Regions from separate parts of the Mus musculus genome. Here region 2 is linked to region 1. Evidence: chromatin contacts called from public Hi-C data. All regions are on one chromosome and are shown on one strand. The core of a region is the stretch at or near the end of the contact, and the rest is flanking DNA. Distances in the headings are between cores, read along the strand shown. Region 1 has its middle 58 kb from the start of Gm40658. Region 2 has its middle 83 kb from the start of Gm35330.

What was found. Hi-C and Micro-C count contacts between places; a contact is called where the count stands out from the background.
Region 2: a Hi-C map of cortical neurons shows a contact between it and region 1, with 4 times the contacts expected there. The contact joins two enhancer-like sites. A contact is called at or near these places in 2 of 484 Hi-C or Micro-C datasets (bone marrow-derived macrophages and cortical neurons).

What each region holds. Positions count from the first base shown.
Region 1 is chr13:4,665,529-4,670,040 of GRCm38.p6, reverse strand. No RefSeq gene overlaps it. Among named protein-coding and RNA genes, the nearest start is that of Gm40658, 58 kb to the left of the region's middle. Within about 2 kb of position 3,085, at least 20 of the 459 cell types and tissues checked have an H3K27ac peak or open chromatin away from gene starts, as enhancers often do. A contact at or near this core is called in cortical neurons, where this site is marked.
Region 2 is chr13:5,639,406-5,643,694 of GRCm38.p6, reverse strand. No RefSeq gene overlaps it. Among named protein-coding and RNA genes, the nearest start is that of Gm35330, 83 kb to the left of the region's middle. Within about 2 kb of position 1,319, at least 4 of the 459 cell types and tissues checked have an H3K27ac peak or open chromatin away from gene starts, as enhancers often do. A contact at or near this core is called in cortical neurons, where this site is marked.

The sequences.
Region 1 (4,512 bases), core at 1,836-4,335:
AAGCCCAGAGGCTCTGAAAAAAACATCTGATTTGGTCATTCACTTTGATGAGTTAACTAGGGCCTAGACATTCAGTTCTACGTTAACAGTCTATCTGATCAAAAGAACATAGTCTAAAAGTTGCATAGCCGTTTTAGAACATTCTGGGGCATAACAACAACAACAAATAATGATGATGATGATGATGATAATTGGTTATTTTAATCAACCACAAACATGATACTTAATATTCGCAGTTACTCATTTGATCTTGCTTCTAAAGAATGTAGGGGCCCTTGGTGCTGTGAAGGCTCAATGCCCCAGTGTAAGGGAATGCCAGGCAGGGAGCCAGAAGTGGGTGGGTAGGTAGGTAGGGGAACACCCTCATACAAGCAGGGGGAGAGAGGTAAGATAGGGAGTTTCTGGAGGGGAAACCAGGAAAGGGGATAACATTTGAAATGTAAATAAAGAAAATATCCAATAAAAGAAAAGAAAAAATAAATAAATAATTAAAAATATAGAACCCAATGAACTGCTTTTGCGAACTGAAATTTAGTTAAATGATTGCTCTGATATTGGCAATTTTATTTCAAAACATTTTCGGGGGAAACAATAGTATAATATTTATACATTTCATACAATAATTCATTTTCATAATCAAGACTTTCTAGTGTAGTATATAAATTTGAGAATGCCATATTTGAGTATCATTTCTAACCCTATAGTTACTTCTATGTCATCCCTCAAAAACATCACCTCTCAAATTCATGATCTCTTCTCCCATAATTCTCTTTCTCTGTCTCTCTGTCTCTGTGTCTCTCTGTGTCGCTCTGTGTCTCTGTGTCTCTGTGTCTCTCTGTCTCTCTCACACTCACACACACACACACACACACACACACACACACACACACACACAGCATAACCTACTGAGTCCAACCACTGTTTCTTGTCCGTACACACATTAGGGTTGACAACTGAGGATTGAGGCATTATTATTGAAGAAAGCTGATTTTCTCTCCTTTGCAGCCATCAACTGCCCTCATCTAGGGGTGTCCTTGTGAAGCTTTTCTCCACCAATGGTGCCATGCCAACTGCCATGAAGTTTGCAGGTATTGTACAGGACACTTTATTGTTGAGAGGTGACAGATGCAGGCTGAGTACCAGGTCACAGCTGTAAGAGTGCTCTGTGGACATGAAAGGAATGTAGCTTTGTTGTGTGTGTGTGTGTGTTTTTTTTTTTAAATGTATTCCTCATTATGACACGTAGCAACTCTGTTTAATGTTAAAATGCCACTCCAATTTTACTGGATGACAAAAACCATTAGCCATTGTGTGGTTTGGGTTAAGTACTGGATCTTCAGTGTTTAGGACATAAAGAATAAAGGGTTCAATGTGACCATCCCCTCTCCCTGATGCCTAGTGATTATGAGGCCACTCTGGGAAAAATAAGATATGTCTTTAAAAGAAAAAAAAACAGAAATAAAAGCAACAAAACATATATTTTCTGTGGATTAAAACAAACAACAACCAAAAAAAAGAGGAAAGAAAGAGAAAAAAAGTAGATAAGAATTTTTCTTCAACAATTTTGATTTTCTAGAAATTCTTTTTTCTCACCTATCCTGGTTACTTTAATAGTCAACTTCAGAGTCATTTGAGAAAAGAGGCCTTAAATGAGGAATGCCTTTGATAAGCTGAAAGTATGCAGGAATTTTCTAGAGGACTTGTCTTAATGGTCAATTGATATTGGGGACCCAGAATACTGTGAGCAGCATAATTCCCTAGGCTGGTGGTCCTGATATGTGTAAAAAATCTGTGCATGAGCCTGTGAGTAAACCCGCAAACAACATTCTTCCATGATTTCTACTTCAAGTTCTGACTTCAGTTTCTGCCTGGAATTACTTCGGTGATGTATTTTAAAGTACGAGACGAATTAAACCCTTTTCTTTTCTATACTGCTTTTGATCATTGTTTTATCACAGCAGCAGAAAGGAAACAAAAGCATCACTTTCGTAAGAAGGGTGTTTAATTAATCATTTTCAACAGAAATTATCATTTACAATCTGGCAGAGAACTTTTATAATAGTTGGCATTATCATCATGAAAAAATGAGAAATAAATTAATTTTAACATACTAATTGTACTTACTTGTTAGTAATTTCATATGCTAACTATTCTCCAGAGGCTGGCCGCACCTTCATGGATGAGGTAATTATCTGAAGTCCATGGCTATCATCAACTTTCTGTCATGTTAATTTATCAGCTGTGGTGATTACTATTGATAGAATGTATGTTCCTTCTGACCTCAACCTCCCATTATGCCTTTCTTTCTATAATATAAGCATGATTTTCAATATGAATGCTTACACTGTGAATAGTATACGTCCATTACCCTTTAGCAACATTGTCAAAGTTATATCTTCCTAATCATTTCTTTTACTGTGAAATCGGTTGACTCTACAGGAAACATCTTCACAGTCTGAATTAAATGTGTGAACAACAGCTCTTTCTCTTTACTACAGAAATAGCTAGAGGGTGGACAGGAAACATTTGGCAAAATGTCTTTCTCAGGTCACACAACACAAACGGAAGGAAGCTATGTTCTCACTGAAAATGCCATTCCTCAAATGACTTATGTCTCAGAAAATGTGACCAATGCACTAAATAAACATAGATAGACATATATTTTCATTAATGATCACATACCTCCCAAATTTTTATTACGTGGCTGGTAGAGAACTCAACTAACAATATGGCTAATTCTATCCATCATGGATGTATTTAAGTAAGGTGCTCTCTAAGCACCTCCACTGTAGGTAGTTCAAGGTCACAAATCTCAGATTTCATAGCCATTAAAGCAAGACTTGTACCAGGAAGACCTTAAGATGGGGGGGTGGGGGGAATCAGATATTATGTTAACAGTGGTATAATTACTTTAGCACGATTATTAAATGTTTCGTGGTTATATTTTTAAAGATTAATTTTCAATAATTTCTTATTTTAGGACCATTAAGAACTCATAGGCAATGAGAGGGAATGATTGACATTTTCTGTCAGAGGTAAATTTAAAATGGGCTGTTGCGCCATCTGCTGGCAGTTCTAAAGCCATCCAATTGAGAAGCTAATCTCGTTCACATTTTTAACAGCGTGTTTCATTTTTACCCCTGCTCTCTCTCTCTCTCTGGCAAGGCTTTCAAAAATGCTTTCTGAACCTCATGTAAGGTGAGCATAAATGCCAATAACTATGATTCTTTAAAAAATAATGTGAAGTTGTGAGCTTTACATCACATGCATTATTCGTCTTTTCACGTGTTTTAATGAGGTACAGAATTTTTCTTTTTTAAACGCATACCACTTTGGATTTTTTGGTATAAAAAAATGGATCATTTGGACGCTGACAACTAGTATTTAAAATGGAACCTCCCACCCCCAACTCAAGTCTCACTCCAGGAAGCTAAAAGCTGCAAAATGAAGCGGCTTCCCTGGCTACAATCATCTAACCATACTTTTTCCCATAGGCATGCTAACAGAGTCTTTCCCAAAATGACACTTTGTGATGTGTCATACATATGCATGATTCCATCCTGCCAAGGAGCAGGAAGCAACGCAAGTGCTTTTCTGAAAGGGATGATTTGAGTCAAAGTTGTGATGAATACAAGTACATTAATGAACAAAGAACAAAGGAAATTCCTTTCCATAAAAAAAAAAAAAAAAGAATGCATTTTTTTGGTATAACATCAAAGAGATAATTAAAAAGCATAGTTCTTTATTTGACATTGTGCATCTCTTTGAACTGTCAGGATACACAGGGAATGGTGTTTTGTGTCTATGGAAAGGGAGAAGAAATGTGTCTCTTTTAGGGTAAATAAAAGGGGCACATAGTTTTGGTGACTTTAAATAATTCTAATATTGAAAAAACATACCCTTATTCTCCCATTACCAATCACTGAAAATAAACAGCAAGTTTTGGGGAAGGTCCACTTCATCAAGTTTGCAGAATTGCTACCTCAGAACATGTTCCACGGTCAGCTGAAAGTGACTTGAGAAGAGTAAAGATATCGATAAATTCTGGAATCAAAAATCTGTCCTTGAATTAGGACACAGAGGACAATTCTACAAATGTTACATAACCATATGCAGTGTTTGGAAACAATCATGAAACTAAACAGCTAAACTGCTGATATACACTGTGGTCATGACTGTAAGCAAATTTTTTTTTTAAATGAATCCTTATTTAATACATCCCATGAAGAATGGCTAACAGGTCCATGACAGAGCTTTGTGAAAACAGTTAAGGATCTTCATGAGAATGGGAGCCTTGGGAGTTGAAACTCCCTCTGAGACCTGGACCATTGGTGATGTCTTTACAAGGATGGCAAGGCTATGCTTCAGAAAATGCAAATCCCTTTTAGCTTCTATGAAATACTTCATTAGTATGAATATAGTGGTGCAGTTTGGATTGCCAACCCCAATCCCATCATTTCCTTTGTCTCCACACTCCCTTCCATCTACCTCTACTTAGAAACAGTAGTACAT
Region 2 (4,289 bases), core at 70-2,569, 980 kb before region 1:
AGGCCCATTGGACACGCAAACTGTACATGCCCCAGGATAGGGGAACGCCAGGGCCAAAAAAAAAAAAAAAAAAAAAAAAGGGAATGGGTGTGTAGGGAAGTGGGTGGGAGGGTATGGGGGACTTTTGGGATAGCATTGGAAATGTAATTGAGGAAAATATGTAATAAAAAAATTAAAAAAAGAAAAAAAAAGAAAATGCAGTCAGTATTACTGTCATTATCACAATCCTTGGCATAACCATTTTGTCAGCAGTGTTTAGTACTTTAAGGGCCTTCTTTTTATCTTTCTTCAACTATCTTCTGGAGGATAAGGAACAATAGATATGCAGTGAGTGGAAAGGTCAGTCTGGTTGCCCAAAAAGTCAAGCACTTAAGACACAAAAAAAAGTAATGAGACATCTTACTCTAGTGAAATATTTTCTGCTTTAAAACCATTTATTAACGTATTCAGTGGCATTTTAAAGAAAATTCTTAACTAAATAGTCTTTGGTAAATATGGATTTAATCTGAGTCCCTTCTCAAGTGCTATTCTTTGCTGCTGTGAAGGTAATGACTCTTTTTGGGTAATGCCATGCTCATGTGATTTTCAAAGGTGCAAAGATATTATAAAATCCATGCATAGAGAAAAATGGAACATGGAAAGATTAGAACACCAATTGATAATAATAATTTTATCAAATTGCTTTGTGCCTAGGTTTAGTGCTTTAACCACTAAACCAAATCTCTTTTGACATTGTTTGGTTAAGCAGCACTGCCTAGCATTTCCTTTAATACATCTTTTAAACATGTTTTAGAGATGTGTTTGACCCATATAAGTCACAGAGGGCTTGGGCTGTACCCATAGATGTATAAGATATTCACCTAAGATAGTTTCTTTTAAGAACAAAATTCATACTGAACATTCATGCAAAGATTGTACTCTCCCTGCGGAATCATGTTTGTTTCATTAGAACACTAATGTTTTAAAGCATTAAGCAGTGAAAATCAAACCAAGCTCCCAAAATTCACATAAGCATTCTTATTATGTGTTACATGTCTTTAAAACAGTACCCAGAACTTCCTGTGTCTGTGTATGTATCTCTATTTACAAAATGATCAGTATTTTTGAGGGTCTTTATTCTGCAATGCCTGCTTTCAATTTGGGGAATCAATAAATATAATTAACATTTATATGTCTTTATTTATGTGATATATAAATGCCTTGAACAGTATGTTAAAATTGAGCCAGAAAAAAAGAGACACAACTGTGATTATGGTTTCTAAAATTGGACTTATATTTCCAGACCTCTGTTGCTATGGCAATGACAAAGGTATTCTTGTAATTCATCAAAAATGTATTTCATTCATAGAGTACTTACATTTCAGAACTGTGTGTGAAGATTAAAGGAGTTCAAGCATGCAAAACCCTTAGCACGGGTCCCACAGAAGAAACACATAACGAATGCTAATGCTGGTAATACTGATGCCTCTTTAATTCACCAAGGACCGACTGAATACTTCTGCATACTGCATGTTAGTTTAAACAATACAAAAAGAGGACAAAATTATACAGCACAATCTCTGATGGAATTTGCTCTTTTCTTAGTGATCAGGCTTAAAAATAAAGAAGGTGAGAAAACAAGAAAAAGGGATAATCGTAAATGAGGATGTCATTAGAAAATGACTAATGGCTTAGCACCCTCAGTTAATGGTCACGGAGGTCTAATCGTGATGCACACAGTGTGTTGAGCAGTATATGCTTTCTCTCATGCACACTCCACAGCAGTCCTCTCTGCAGATAGGGAAAGTGAGGCATAGGAAGTAACTGGCTGAACACCAGGAGTTGGGACCATAGGCATGCCAGTGTATCTTCCATCTTCTATCCTGCGATCTCACACTGGTGACCATTCACTTTGCAAAGTTGTGAATGAGAGCTCATCCCATAATGGCTCAGAGACCCTTGATTAACAGTGCAGGTTTTCAATGCCTTGATCTCTTATGCTATACTAAATGCATAAACAGTTCCCATACTTTGGAGTTCTGAGCCAGATTTTCTGAACAATGGCAACTGTGCCTGGGTAGATTTGGGATGCTCTGGGGCTGAGGTTATCTAAGTCCACTGAAGTAAACAATAATTGGTCTTTCTGCATTCCACACTAATAAAGTTAAGTCCAGTGTAGAAGGTAATTGATGCTATTCTCTAGCTTCTGAAATTGATTTGAACCAGATGCCCAAATTTAATATTTTCTGTATTTCTTCATTGAGTCATCTTCTCTGTGCAGCTCAGATCTGTGTTAAGATGTCTACCTGGAATTATCATATTGTTTTCACAGTACCTTCAAATTTTAAATTCAATGACAAAACTTACATTCTGATAACAGCATACAAAACAAAGATTAGAATCTAATGCTTAAAATGACATTGCGTTATTATTGAACGCTTAGTTGTCTTCTGACCAGCAGTCCACACGAGGCTTGTATTTCTCATCTTGGGGCAAAAGTGGCTTCATATTAGAACAGCTGTCTGGAGAGTTTTTGTTTTCATTTGTTTGGTTGGATGGGTTTGGTTTTGCTTTTGTTTAAGTCAAGGTTTCTTTGGGTAGCCTGAGCTATCCTAGAATTCACTATACATCCCCAACTCCCTGTCTCAGTTTCTTTATTTCTAGTATTGCTGAAGTGAGTTATTCTATCAAGGTTTGAAGTAAGTTGAGTTATAATTATGTTATAAATTTTGTAATTTTCATTATTAATACTCTCTTTCTGTGTGTATGTATGTGTTTTTTGTGTGTGCATGCATGTGCTCCAAGCATGTGTGTAGACATCATAAGACACCATTTGGGAGTTAGTTCTTTTCTTCCTTTTTAGGCAGGGTCTCTCTTGCTGTTTTTATTGTGCTGGATAGTCCAGGCTTCTGTTATCTCCATGGACCTTTGGACAATTTTCCTATCTCTGCCTCTACTCTGAATAGGAATGCTGGGGTGACAGATACATGCTACCACATTGGACTTTTTGTCACAAGCTTCAGAGATCAAACTCAGGCCCTCAGGTTTTTGCTGCAAGTGCTTGTACATGCTGAGCCACTTACCAGCCCCTGATCCCAGGTTTCTTGAATATGTCCCAATTCCATGGTTTCTGGCTGTTCTATTTTCTCTCCTCTAATAAGCATGCATTTTTTTTCAATTTCTATCTAGACTGTCAAATTTGAATTCAAATTTTACTGGATCCATTTATTATGACCTACATTTAAAAGTCTAAATACATTGATAGTATATATTCAGACAATTCTGAGGATTAAAATTAAACTTTACATAAAATGCCTACTGCAGGCCAAATTTGCTGGGTCCTGCTCATAATCTCAGTAAAGAAACAAGGAATTCTATCATAGTCTCTGACATCATAACACATTAGTCACAACCATGACTTCATTAGAAAGTTACTGTACTGATTAGATTTTCTATGAGCTGGGGAGATGGCTCTCCGGACACAGGATTTGCCACTTTACAAGCAAGAAGACTTGATCTCAGATGTCTCTAAAATGAATATAACTGCATGCTACATCGGTAACCCGTTTTCTTCCTGGAAGATGCGAATAGAAACTGGAATTTCCCTGGAAGCTTTCAGGCCATAAATTTGTACAACAGACTGCCTCAAACATAGTCAAAGGCAAGAACTAATGCCTGACATATGTGTTCTGTGGCATATGGACATGTGTACTCACAGACATGAAGATACAGTATGAGTGTGTGTGTGTGTACACACACACACTTTTTTTGGTAAAGAATATCTCTTCAAATTCAACCCCTATCTAATTCCATAGACAATACATTTCATTCTCAGTTCCATTTTATTTTGCAGGCTTTAATTGGTAATGATTCTTAATGCTTTATGTATCATATCTTAAATGTGAAGAAACATCAGTCTTTTGAGACAGGTACAATTATCTTTACTCTTTGGATGAGAACATTGATACATGGGTATTACCCGAGCTTTTGTTCCCACTGGAAAGAACATGCTCAGGACAACCGGAATCTTCTGCGGCAAAAGCTTTATTGCTTACTTCTTCAGGAGCAAGAGAGAAAATGGCAAAACCCCGTCCCTTTTAAGGAGAATTATCCTCTGCCTAGGACATGTCGCTCCCTGATTGGCTGCAGCCCATTGGCCGAGTTGTCGTCACGGAGAAGGCAGAGCACATGGAGTGGAGAACTACACTGGCACATGCGCAGATTATTTGTTTACTACTTAAAACACAGGATGTCAGCGTCATCTTGTAATGGCGAATGTGAGGGCGGCTCCCCACACATGGGGAAGTTAA